Regions from separate parts of the Triticum aestivum genome. Here region 1 is linked to region 2. The links are chromatin contacts, called in public Hi-C maps. All regions are on one chromosome and are shown on one strand. The core of a region is the stretch at or near the end of the contact, and the rest is flanking DNA. Distances in the headings are between cores, read along the strand shown.

Evidence for each region. A called contact is a pair of places that touch in the nucleus more often than the background predicts.
Region 1: a Hi-C map of leaf shows a contact between it and region 2, with 4 times the contacts expected there. The contact joins the promoter of LOC123119854 here to the promoter of LOC123119853 in region 2. A contact is called at or near these places in 4 of 5 Hi-C or Micro-C datasets (leaf and an unstated tissue).

Annotation. Positions count from the first base shown.
Region 1 is chr5D:125,977,696-125,983,182 of IWGSC CS RefSeq v2.1, reverse strand. It overlaps LOC123119854 (callose synthase 7), which reads right to left and starts at 1,327. Exons shown (of 42, transcript XM_044539798.1): 1 at 1,206-1,327; 2 at 815-940; 3 at 155-252; 4 at 1-74. The coding sequence starts at 928. LOC123119855 (serine/arginine repetitive matrix protein 1) reads left to right here and starts at 1,188. Exons shown (of 2, transcript XM_044539799.1): 1 at 1,188-3,377. The coding sequence starts at 2,046. The coding sequence ends at 3,068.
Region 2 is chr5D:125,818,195-125,823,702 of IWGSC CS RefSeq v2.1, reverse strand. LOC123119853 (probable bifunctional methylthioribulose-1-phosphate dehydratase/enolase-phosphatase E1) reads left to right here and starts at 3,718. Exons shown (of 12, transcript XM_044539796.1): 1 at 3,718-4,124. The coding sequence starts at 3,905.

The sequences.
Region 1 (5,487 bases), core at 78-2,577, 160 kb before region 2:
CCTTGTTGTTTGTTACATCTCTTAACACTTCATAAAGAGCAGATGCCACTTGGTAATATCTAGCCAATTCCTCACTGAGTTTTCAACACAAAAAAGAAGGTGATTAAAGCAGTTCACCACAAACGAAATTGATTATGAGTGTATTATGTCTTACAAGTTCTGTTTTTCAGAAGTTCTGCTCAAATTTTCACAGTAGTACTTATAAAATCGTTGGATCTCCTTTGAATCATTTAAAGGAAATTGCGTGTCATCCTGTCAAACATAGAATAGTGTCAGGTATTCACCACTGAAGAGAAGATGACAAAGAAGGTAGGTCTCAAAAGGAGAAAAAAAGAGGTAAGTTTAGTCACAGTAAAGCAAGTTTGCAAGCATAGTCACAACACGGTCATGTCTGCTTCAGACATCAGACGTCCAGCATCACTTATTCACTTTTCTTATATCGAACTGAATGAAAGAATGCAAGGACATACTATATCTCATATGAGTCAGACTCCTGAAATGAGCTCACAGTCTACTCTCCTTTGTGAGGAGCTCACAGTCTACTCCCATTTGTGAGGCTAAGAAACAGCTAATACAAATGTATATCATAAATATGCATTAGAGAAGAAGACTAGCATGGTGTTAGGTTAAGAAGAAAACTAAAACAAGAGTTAACAGACAATGGATTCCCATTTTGGCCAGAACATGAATAAGCTACAAAAAAATGCAGTAAGTTTTTTTATTGTTGATAAAATTCTGACAAGCGTGATGCTAAGATTTCAGCCACAGTGAGGAAAGGGTAGTAGCAACATCATAAGTTCAGATACATGGTTACCTGATCTAGCTTAAGTGACATGTATGTTTTGAACTGCCGAACCCCACGTTGGATGGATGATGGATCCATTCTTTGAACTTTCTTGTAGGCATATCTGCGACCTTGGTACAACATGCATGGTAAATCCTGTTTCATATCAGAATAGCATGCACTGCTTGACGTAACAATATACGAGAAAGGAACCGAGAAGGTAAGACCTAGATGGACACTAGAACTGCCAGCCTAGCAACAAACTGGTTCATGATACAAACTAAGCATGCAATGAACCAATGTCAGTTTGAGATTTAGGTGGTTTGCGGTTGAGGACCTTGAAGTTAAGTGTTTGCTCAGCAAATAGTTGTTCACAATCTTATGTTTGTATGGGTATGAAAATTGTGCAGCTAGTGAATACCGGAAAGAAGGAGGAGGATGGAGGAAGCCAGCTGCTCCCGCGGCCCGGAGGGCGACTCGCCGCCCGCGCCCCTGCCGCCGGCTTCCCCGCTGCCGGAGCTCTTCCTCGCGGCCGCCCCGTCCTCGAACGCCCCCCCCCCCCCCCCCCCCGGCCCCCGCGCTGGCCGCGGTGCTGCGCTGGGCCGACCTCGCTGAGGCAGACGACGAGGCCGCCGGCCGGCCGATCGTGCGCCAGGAACCCGCGGCTCGTCTGGGGGTGACCAGCGTGGAGAGCGAGCAGCCACCTCGGCGTGGCAGCTCGGGCCCTCTCTCGCGGTCGCGCCGGCGCGCTGCGGCGGCTCCCCCGCCGACGCCTGGCCAAAAGGCCGCCTTGGGCTCTCGGACCGCTCGCCGCCGCCGCGCTCCGGTGTGGGGTGTCGCTGGGCGGTCCGACCAAGGGAGTGCCCGCGTCTCGTGGCGCTCCGCCGCCTCCGCTGCCATCGCCAACTTGTCCGGAGCCTCGCCGCGCCGTCCGGTCACTGCTCCGACGTACTCTCCGGTTCTCCTGCGCCGGTCTCCCATCAGGCCATTCATAGCGGCTTTCGGCTCCTCTGCCCTCCGCTTCTCGCCCCGCCTCGCACCCCGACGCCCCTGGCTCGATCCCTCCTCGTCCCTGGCGCCGGCGCCGGCCGCGGCGGCGGTGGCGGCGGGAGGGGAAACCCTCGCAGCCACCTCCCTGCCCTGCTGGCTGGGCTGCACCCAGTCGGACCGGCCGAGGCCTGGGCCCGTTGCGGGCCTGTGGGCCGCGCCTAGCACGAGCAGGCCCTCCCCGCCCGTGGCCTCGCGTGGGCCGGCCATCCCGATGGGCCGATCGATATGGCCTCCTGCCGGCTTCCCTAGGCCCCCCTCATCGCATCGGGTTCGAGTACCCGCTCCAGAGACCCTAGCCGTCGCTCCATCCTCCTTCCCCGCCGCCACCCCGCCCCGCTTGCTCTGTGCGCCGCCTCCATCTGCGGCCGCGCCATCTGAGCCCGCGCCTATGCCCCACGAGTGGGATGACGAGGAGACCCGCCCCAAGCGTCGCGCCGATGACCGCCGGGACGCCGCGCGCCCTTCCCCCGACGCAGTGCGCCGCGAAGACGACCTTTGCCGGCAGCTTTCGACACGGGACGGCCGGCGATCCCCGCCGCGCTCCGACCGCCGCTCCCCTCCGTGCCGCTCGCCGGGTCGGGCTGACCGCCGGGGCCGCTCCCGGTCCCGCTCGCCTGCTCCTACTGCGGAATGGAGGAGCCAGCGCCGCCGCTCTCCTTCTCCGCAGCGTCGCCGAGACAGTAGCCACTCCCCAGTCCGCGGGGGTCGCTCGCGCTCTCCTCCACGTCCCCAACAGCAGCAGCAGCCAGCTCCCAATGCCACCTCCCGCCGGTACCAGCCCCCACGAGGCGAACCAGCTTTCCCTCCCAACACCAATGGGGCTGGCCGAGGCCGGCAGGGGGCAAAGAAGAAGAAGAAGAGGGGACTCGGCCGCGGTAACGGCGCCGCTCCATCAGCTAGGGGTGGCGCCAGGACTGGCCGCTCCCACTCCTCGGCACCGCCGCCGCCCGCCGACGGCAGTGCGCGTCCGACGCGAGCCTCCAGGTTTTCCCGGCGTCGTGCCCCCACTCCCCCGGAGTCCCTCCCGGCATCCTCGCGGCCGTCTCCACCGTGGGCGACTCGACCCCAGCACCCCAGCTCCCTCCCACGGCGGCTGCGACCTCTGAGGTGGTGGGGGTGGCCTCGGACCGACCTCCTGCGGCCCCTCTCGACGAGCCGGTCCTGCCGGACCTGGAGGAGCCCGATTCCCTCCCAGGCGCCGACATGGCCCCGATTCCGCTCGCCTCCACCATGATCCAGATCGCTTCTCCACCGGCCCGATCACTTCTCCACCGGCCCTGCTCCTGGCCACCTCGTGCACCGCGTCCGGCGGGGCGTTGGCGGTGGTGACCACTCCAGTGGCCGCCCGCCCCCCCCCCCCACCCCCCCCCACCACTCCCCCCTCGGACCGCGGCCCACTCCAGGCGGGGCAGATCGACCTCGACTCCGGTGACGTCCTCGCGCTGCAGTGCCAGGATCGAGGCGGCCAGACCGGAGGGCAGCCCAGCTCTGCCTATTCCAGAGCGGGCGGAGCTCCGGGCAGCTGCCCGGAACCTCGAGCCAGGTACTCCTCCCATCCCAGCTACCCCCGCTACTTGCTCGTTCTCTGCTCTCGAGTCGGCACCGTTAGGCCACCTCGCAAAGGTGGCAGCAGATTCGGCCATCATGTTCAGAGGTGAAATAGAATCCCCGTTAGTCCAAATTGAAGTGATCCGTGCTCGAGAGATCCTTGATGGGCGCCTTGCCGAGACCCGTGCACGCCTTCAGGCCGCCTCCGGCACCGCTGCCGATGCCTCCGTGGGCACCCAGCCTCGTGCAGTGGCTGACCCGGCTAAGATCCGGGGACGCACTCGCTCTCGCACCGCAGCCTTCCGCGCACAGAGCGCATCCCGAGTCCTGGGGTCAAGCAGCCCCCCATGATCTCGTGATGCGAACCCACTTCTGGAACATCCGCGGCTTCGGTCAAGATGGTCGGCGCCGCCAATTGATCGAATACCTGCGTAACGAGCGAATAGACATTGTGGCCATTCAAGAAACGATGCGCACCGAATTCTCCGAATTCTCACTCTCGGAACTCGAGCATTTGAGTTCCGACTTTTTTGCTTGGCACTGGCTCCCTTCTAGTGGGAGCGCAGGCCACTCGGGTGGCATCCTTCTAGGAGTCAAGGATGCCACCTTTGAGGTAGGAAGCATGGACCGGGGCGAGTTCTTCGCAGCATGGAGATCTTTGAGCGGGCTCTCAACTTCAAGTGGGAGATCATTGCCGTCTACGGACCTGCAGATCATAGCCGCTCTGAGGACTTCCTTGCCGAGCTCCGCGCGAAGGTCGCGGCCGCCCAGCTACCGGTCGGGGTGGGCGGCGACTTTAACCCCATCCCGTCGGAGGAGGATAAGAGCAATAACTTGATCAACTTCCCCCGGATGCAAATGTTCAACGACTACATCGCGGACATGGGACTCCGCGAGCTAGATAGAGTCGGTGCCAGGTTTACCTGGACCAATCGCCACGCTGACCCAACCCGGTCGGTCCTTGACCGGGTCTTCGCATCACCTGAGTGGGACATTCGTTGCCCCCTAGCGTCGCTCCGGGCGATTACTCGGATTGGTTCCGATCACGTCCCCCTCCTTCTCTCTTTTGAAAACTCCACAGATGTGATCATACAATATGAGAAGCCTAACCGATATGCAAGAGATAAGACGATTCAGCATACCGGTGAGTTTGGTATGACAAGATTTGGTATCCCCGGTATGCAAGAACTACCATTGCTAAGATGATTAGTTATGTGGATGTTGTATAATGACATGCAAAATTAGCTAGCTATTTATCAGCCTTGCATGTCGCGAAAGAGCAGCAGCTAGCACTATAGGCATGCATCCAGACTCTTCAGGTAGCACTATAGTAGTTTTTTTTAGCACTATAGTAGCTGTCAACAGTAAGAAGCAAAGTCTGATCTGACTGAGTTGTACATAGACAGCAGTATGTCCTAGACTGCAGTAAAAGCTTGCACTGAGCTGTCCTAGGTTATCTATTAAGTATTGGTAGTATAGGTCGGTTTGCATAGTCCTACAAAAGGGCATGTACCCCTGTTTGTAATAGTAAGCTTGTTGCTGCTGATATAAACCTACAGAGCTTCATACTTGTTCCTTGTGTGCATGGGGGTGTGAGAAAAACAGTGAGAGAGTCCTGGGTGAGAACCTAGTAGTTCTAACAAGTACCCGGCCTCCAAGACATTATCCCAAGTGTACGCAAAACCAACTAACTACCCATTCTAGAAGGGATTGATGAGAGTGACGTCTGAGTTCTTTTGCGGAGGGTCGTTTGCGATAGGCAATGGCCTCAATACTCATTTCTGGGATGATACATAGCTTGGAGAGCGCCGCTTGGCCTCCAATATCTGAGCCTTTATAACATCATGCAACGAAAAGACGTTTCAGTTGCGTCAGCGATGGGGACGACTCCATTGAATATTGAATTTCAATGGGCGTTTGGTGGGGTCAAGTGGACAGAGTGGCTACATCTGATCCATATGTTGATGACGGTCAACCTATCGTCGGATGTTGCCGCCGTGTTTCGGTGTAAGTTGAATACTCCCGGTGTTTTTTCTAGCAGGTCAATGTATTCTGATCTGATTAATACTGGACCAGTGTTTCGTCACAAATATATTTGGCAAATC
Region 2 (5,508 bases), core at 2,469-4,968:
AAGATTCAGTAGTTAATTCTAAGAGTGGCATTGCTTAATTTTACCAATGGCATTAGATTAACAAAAAGCATAAACAGTTGCAGGGGAGAGTGAGTGCAACAGCACCATGTGCTCCCATCGACTTATAAAGGGGGTGATGCAGAGTTTGTTGTAACAAAGAAACAAACATCATGTATGGGTTGGTCCCATTTTTGTTCACTTAATGGGAAAAGACAGCAATACAACGGCTTCAATTCTACATTTATTTAAAACAGTACCAATACAAGTAGCACAACATCTCAAAGCACACTACACAATCATGTGGATGAAGGCCGTTACTGACCTTTCATGAGGCAAACAAGATCAAATATGAATCTGCCAACACGAATAGGAAATCCAATCTCGTTTTGTGTAGTTCAACTAAATAAAAGCAAAGTTACCGGTCTGACATTTAAGTTGAACTACACAAAACACTCTTAAAAAAAGTGCTTTGCGTAGTGAAGCAAAAGGTCGCAATAGCAACGAGTTGAATAGATATCCATGTTTTCACAGAGGTAAAAAAGGAAACAATTACTAGCCAATAAAGGAGGATGAATCATATGGCCACAAAAAGAAGCATCTACCTTATCTTGATGGAAAACAAAGTAGGACAGTAGCATTTCTAAAACGGTTGCATTGATTCATATTAACATAGACATTCTCTTAAAATAACATTCATTAAAAATGTAATTTACTTTTAACAGTGGCATTGCTTCAATTTTCCAGTGGCACTCTTAGATTAAGAACAACAACAAAATATTTGTATGGGACATGGGACATGCCAGCACCATGTGCCTCCACACGTATAAATGGGTGATGCAGAGTATGTTGCCAAGCAGCATATCTGTGTTGGTCCCATATTTGTTCTTTTTGAACATTTTTCCTATGTGAGGGCAGCAAATCTAGTCCTGCACAAACTCCCCGACCACCCAGTTTCTTTCCTTTTTCAACAAAGAGATCGGTTCCTTACAGATGTGTGTACTAGGTTACCGCCTTTTTCCCTTTTCGACCAACAAAGCGACAGGATAGCCAGTCTATACTACTTTCCCTCCCTCGTTTCCTCACTCAACCACGTCCTAGATTCATGCTCCACCCCCCTTCTTTCCTCTTTGAACCAAGACCTAGTGACTACAGAATCGAAAAAGATCTGCATGCAGCTAGAGCAATGACGGTTTCAAAGAAAGTTATACTTTAGGGTCGTCGGGATGTGGCTAGGCGTGCGGCGGGAGGCCGGATCTGCCCACACTACGTATGGTAGCGAGGAAGAAGGGGTCAGAGGCCCTCCCGCACAGACGCTGGGTGAAAGATAACAGCGCAACCGGCAGTGGATTGCCTCCCTCGCCGAAGGCAACAGAGTGAACGCTGCACCTCCTCCTCTTCCCGGTCCGACGGGATTCAGACGGCTCCTTCACCAGCTGTGATGTGAGATGGGTTTAGAGTGTCGAAGAATGATGATACCGGAATGGATCATTTCAAGGAAGGTGGCTCACAAAAATGCATACGAAGCCAAGTGCAAGGGTAATTTCAGATACAAGGATCACATAGCCATTTACGTGAAACTTCATATTTAATGAGAGGGTTTCCGTAAGGAATTCAGAAAATGGCAGGCTTGAGGTAGAGTGATAATCGGTCACATGAGCAACTGGAATATACAGTCTCAAGTGCTTCAGAAAGGCAAAGCATACTACACTAGTATGTATTTGGGACTCGAGTATTTCTGAATAAGTAGGATGATCAAAATCAAAGTGATCAACAATCATACCACCATGATGGATAAGAAGGGTGGTGGGATCTTGTGTGATCACGATACAATGTTTGTTAGAGAATAGTCAGTCAGTTATGTTGGCAATGACGTCTGTGCCAAGGGTGGGGGACGAAGAGAACCATTCTCCTGCTCGTTAAAATGAGGCAGACCAATAGACAAAGTTCTTGTCCACCGGTGGTTATCGGAATGTCATCAACAATATTAACAGGGTCTTACTGACATAATTGTACACCGATGTGTTTCATAAGCAGGGAATTGTTAGTGCTTGGATCATATAAATCACAAGAAATGTTAAACAAACCAATTAAAAGGAAAATGCGTTTATACAAAAGTATTGGGAGCATATCCTTCCCAAGGACAAGCAGAACATGATTTATATGATAGGACAACAAGTACATAAAACTTTAGATAAAAGGAGCAAGGAGAATCATGATGCTTACCCATATAATGGTGTTTGGATAATTTATCAAGAAACATTTAACATTTCGCTTTCCAATGTTCTTGTTGATATTCGGAGTATCACAGTCATGCTTCAAGGTAGCAATACTACAGTGTTTCAAGTAAAGATTGGATCTGAAGATCACAAGAAATACTCAAGGGACAAATCCAGGAATAACAAGGAACCCAAGGTATAACCAAAATGAAGGCAAGGATGTTGTTGATGACAACACAAATTATCAAAGGGGCTTCATAACGAGATAATAGCAAGGTGACATGATCAAGTGAAAGATATGATGAAGTAGAAGGTCAATGTAAATACATATAGGACACAACTTGGAATCAATCTTGTCGTTCAAGGTGAAATGATATGACGAAGAAGCTCGACGTAAGCTTAGTTCATCGTCAAAATTGTGCCTTGAGAAGCTGAACTAGATCGTTGATCTGCGGACGACAGGTGCTTTAACCTTGTCGAAAAATAGACGAGGCACGGGAATGCATGTTCATAGGCCAGGCGACAATTCCATCCTAGGCGGGGCAAGTTCGTCTATGGAGGAACCATCAAGCCATGGATTCGTCCAAAACCTGCAAGTCTGGCCGTCACCCAAAGTCCAAGCGGCCTCAGAGTAGAAAATCTGCTTGACCTCAAGGTCAGAGGGAGGGGGTAGGTGTCTCCATGGCCGCCTGCAGCCACATCCCGTGCACACGCAGGGCGACCACGGCCAACTGGAGATCGCGTATGCCGAGGCCGCCCAACTCCAAGGGCCGGCACACCCGAGCCCAACTCACTGAGCAGTTCCCGGTGCGTGTCTCCTTGCGTCCATGCCACAGGAAATCATGAATGATGTGCGTGATCAACTTGTGGAGGGGGGTTGAGGGCCATGGCGAGTAACAAGTGAACATGCATGACACATAGGACGTGCCGAACAAGCGCCAGCCGCTTGCCTCGGGATAGCAGCGATGTTCGCCCAGTGGGAAGCTTCTTGGCAATCTTGTCGACCATGGGCATGAGGGTGGATGAGAGTACCGTTCTCGTGGACAAAGGCAGTCCGAGGTAAGCAATGGAGAGGCCGTGACCTGGTAGTTCAGCGTCTCGCAGGTGGCCGCAACGATGGGGGCTGGGCATTGGATTTGCGTGATCGGACACTTGACGAAATTAATGCGGTTCGAATAGTTATGGGCGGTTTGGGTCGGCTTTGAAGATACCCTAATAATAAAAGAAAATAAAATAAAATGTTTGGTGACCATCACGAAATATGCCGCCCGACCTCACCTGCCACGAGCCCCGGTCCGAACTCCAAAGCAGATTTAAGTTCCCAGGACTGTCCCGTCCAGATTTACCGGAATTTTCCTTACCTGCCAAGTTTTACCCACTGACATGCTAGCCCCTTCCGCGACGAACACAACCGCAAAGTGGGTGCGCGAGAAAATCAGAGTACTGATGACAAGTATTCCCCTCCCCGATTATTCTCGTCCCGTGAACCACCAGAAACGCATCTCATCGATATAGAATAAAAATCAATAGAAACCCAGTTTCCTGCTAATCAGAGTAACGGAAGGCACTAATCGAGCCGCCGATTGTCGGAGCATAAGTAAGACCAAACACTCCGTCACACAGAAGCACGCCACTCGAGTCCATAGTCCCCACTCTCGAGAGGAGGAGAAGAGAGCGACACGGGAGCCATGTCGACCGGTGGTGCAGAGTCTGCGGCGGCGGAGGCGATGGCCTCGGAGGCGTACCTGGCGGGCGCCGCTGTGTGGGAGGCGCGCGAGCTGGTGGCGGAGCTCTGCCGCCATTTCTACCTGCAGGGGTGGGTCACCGGCACCGGCGGCAGCATCACCGTCAAGGCCAACGACCCCGCCGTGCCCCTCGCGCAGCAGCTCATCGTCATGTCCCCGTCCGGTAACTAACTCATGCGCTCGCCACTTCTGTTCCCTGCTTCCGCTCTCCCGGCTCGCACCCAACGCGCCGATCCCGTTCGATGAATTGTCAAACTGGGTTGCGAATCTACTGTCGGTAAGGGGCCTTTCAATCGAGGTTGCGCTTGCTGGGTGAATTGCACTTTTGACGAGTGTGGGCGTGCGATCCTTCCACCCATCTTCTTTCTTATCGTCACTTAATTGTTTGCCCAGCTACTAGCTTGCAATGATTGTCCACATTGGTGAAATGGCTAACTGAAAACTGATTTCTAGAATTATCCGCTAGCGTGTGTAGTTTAATGACGGGATTGGTGGTACTCGAGCCTGTTAGACATAGTTGACGTTATAGCTCTTGTGCAAGGCAAGGCAAGGCAAGTCAACTACATAACATAGCTGATCAGCTTGGCTGGACTTTGGCATTTGGAAGGTTAGGTTGCTATTTGGTAGGACAAATTGCATTAGTATTTGAGAAGGTTATGTTTTTACCTTTTAGGGTGTTAGTTTAGAGTTGGGTTTTGCTCTTTTTGGTCGCACCACCTACAGTGACTGTGTAGCTTTTGTACCATTGTGACGTTCTTTTTTTCTAATACAAATGAAAGCTTGACGGAGCAATGCCGTGTGAACAGATCTACTAATTCTTTTATTCAGCTAGCAAGAGGGATCTGGAACTAAGAAATAGACCTGACAGCTAAAAGAGGGTATCCTGAGCAATTGCAGGAATGGGGTTCATTGATATTCTTGGTATAGTAGATGCTATCACATACACCGTCAAACTCAATTTAAGGAATCTCACTGGTTTTATTTAAGGAATGGTAGTTTCGGTATTAGTCAATATCCATTTCGACTGCGCATTCCACAGCAACGACCTGACTAACGATAATAACACCTCACCTTGGGTTGCATTCGTTGCCAGGCGGATGTACATGAGACGAAAGAATGCACCAGTGAGTAACTACACGCCCCCCTAGGGCTTCGTAATTAAATCTCACCGTTGTTGTTGCCGTTTCAGTAGCAGCATCCTCACTTGCTGAGAGGCTGCCTTCTAGGGTTTGCATTGCCAGTGACTGACGAGCTGAGTGATGTCAACTGCTGCTTGCACAACTACGCGACGAAACCTTTTTTCAGATCATGTTTGTGCTGTCCACATCCAGCTCGCGCATTACTCCACTGATGGTAGCAGATTGGGGGTAACATATGGCTGTGATTGTAATGGTTGTCATTGATGCCACAACGCCACTGGCCATGTACACCACCGCTTCTCCCAAGTCCCAAGCCCATAACATGGGCTTGAAAGCAGGTTGTCTAACGTGGAATAACTGTTTCTAATTTGCCCTCAGCTATAACTAAGCACTAGTGCTCTGGAATTT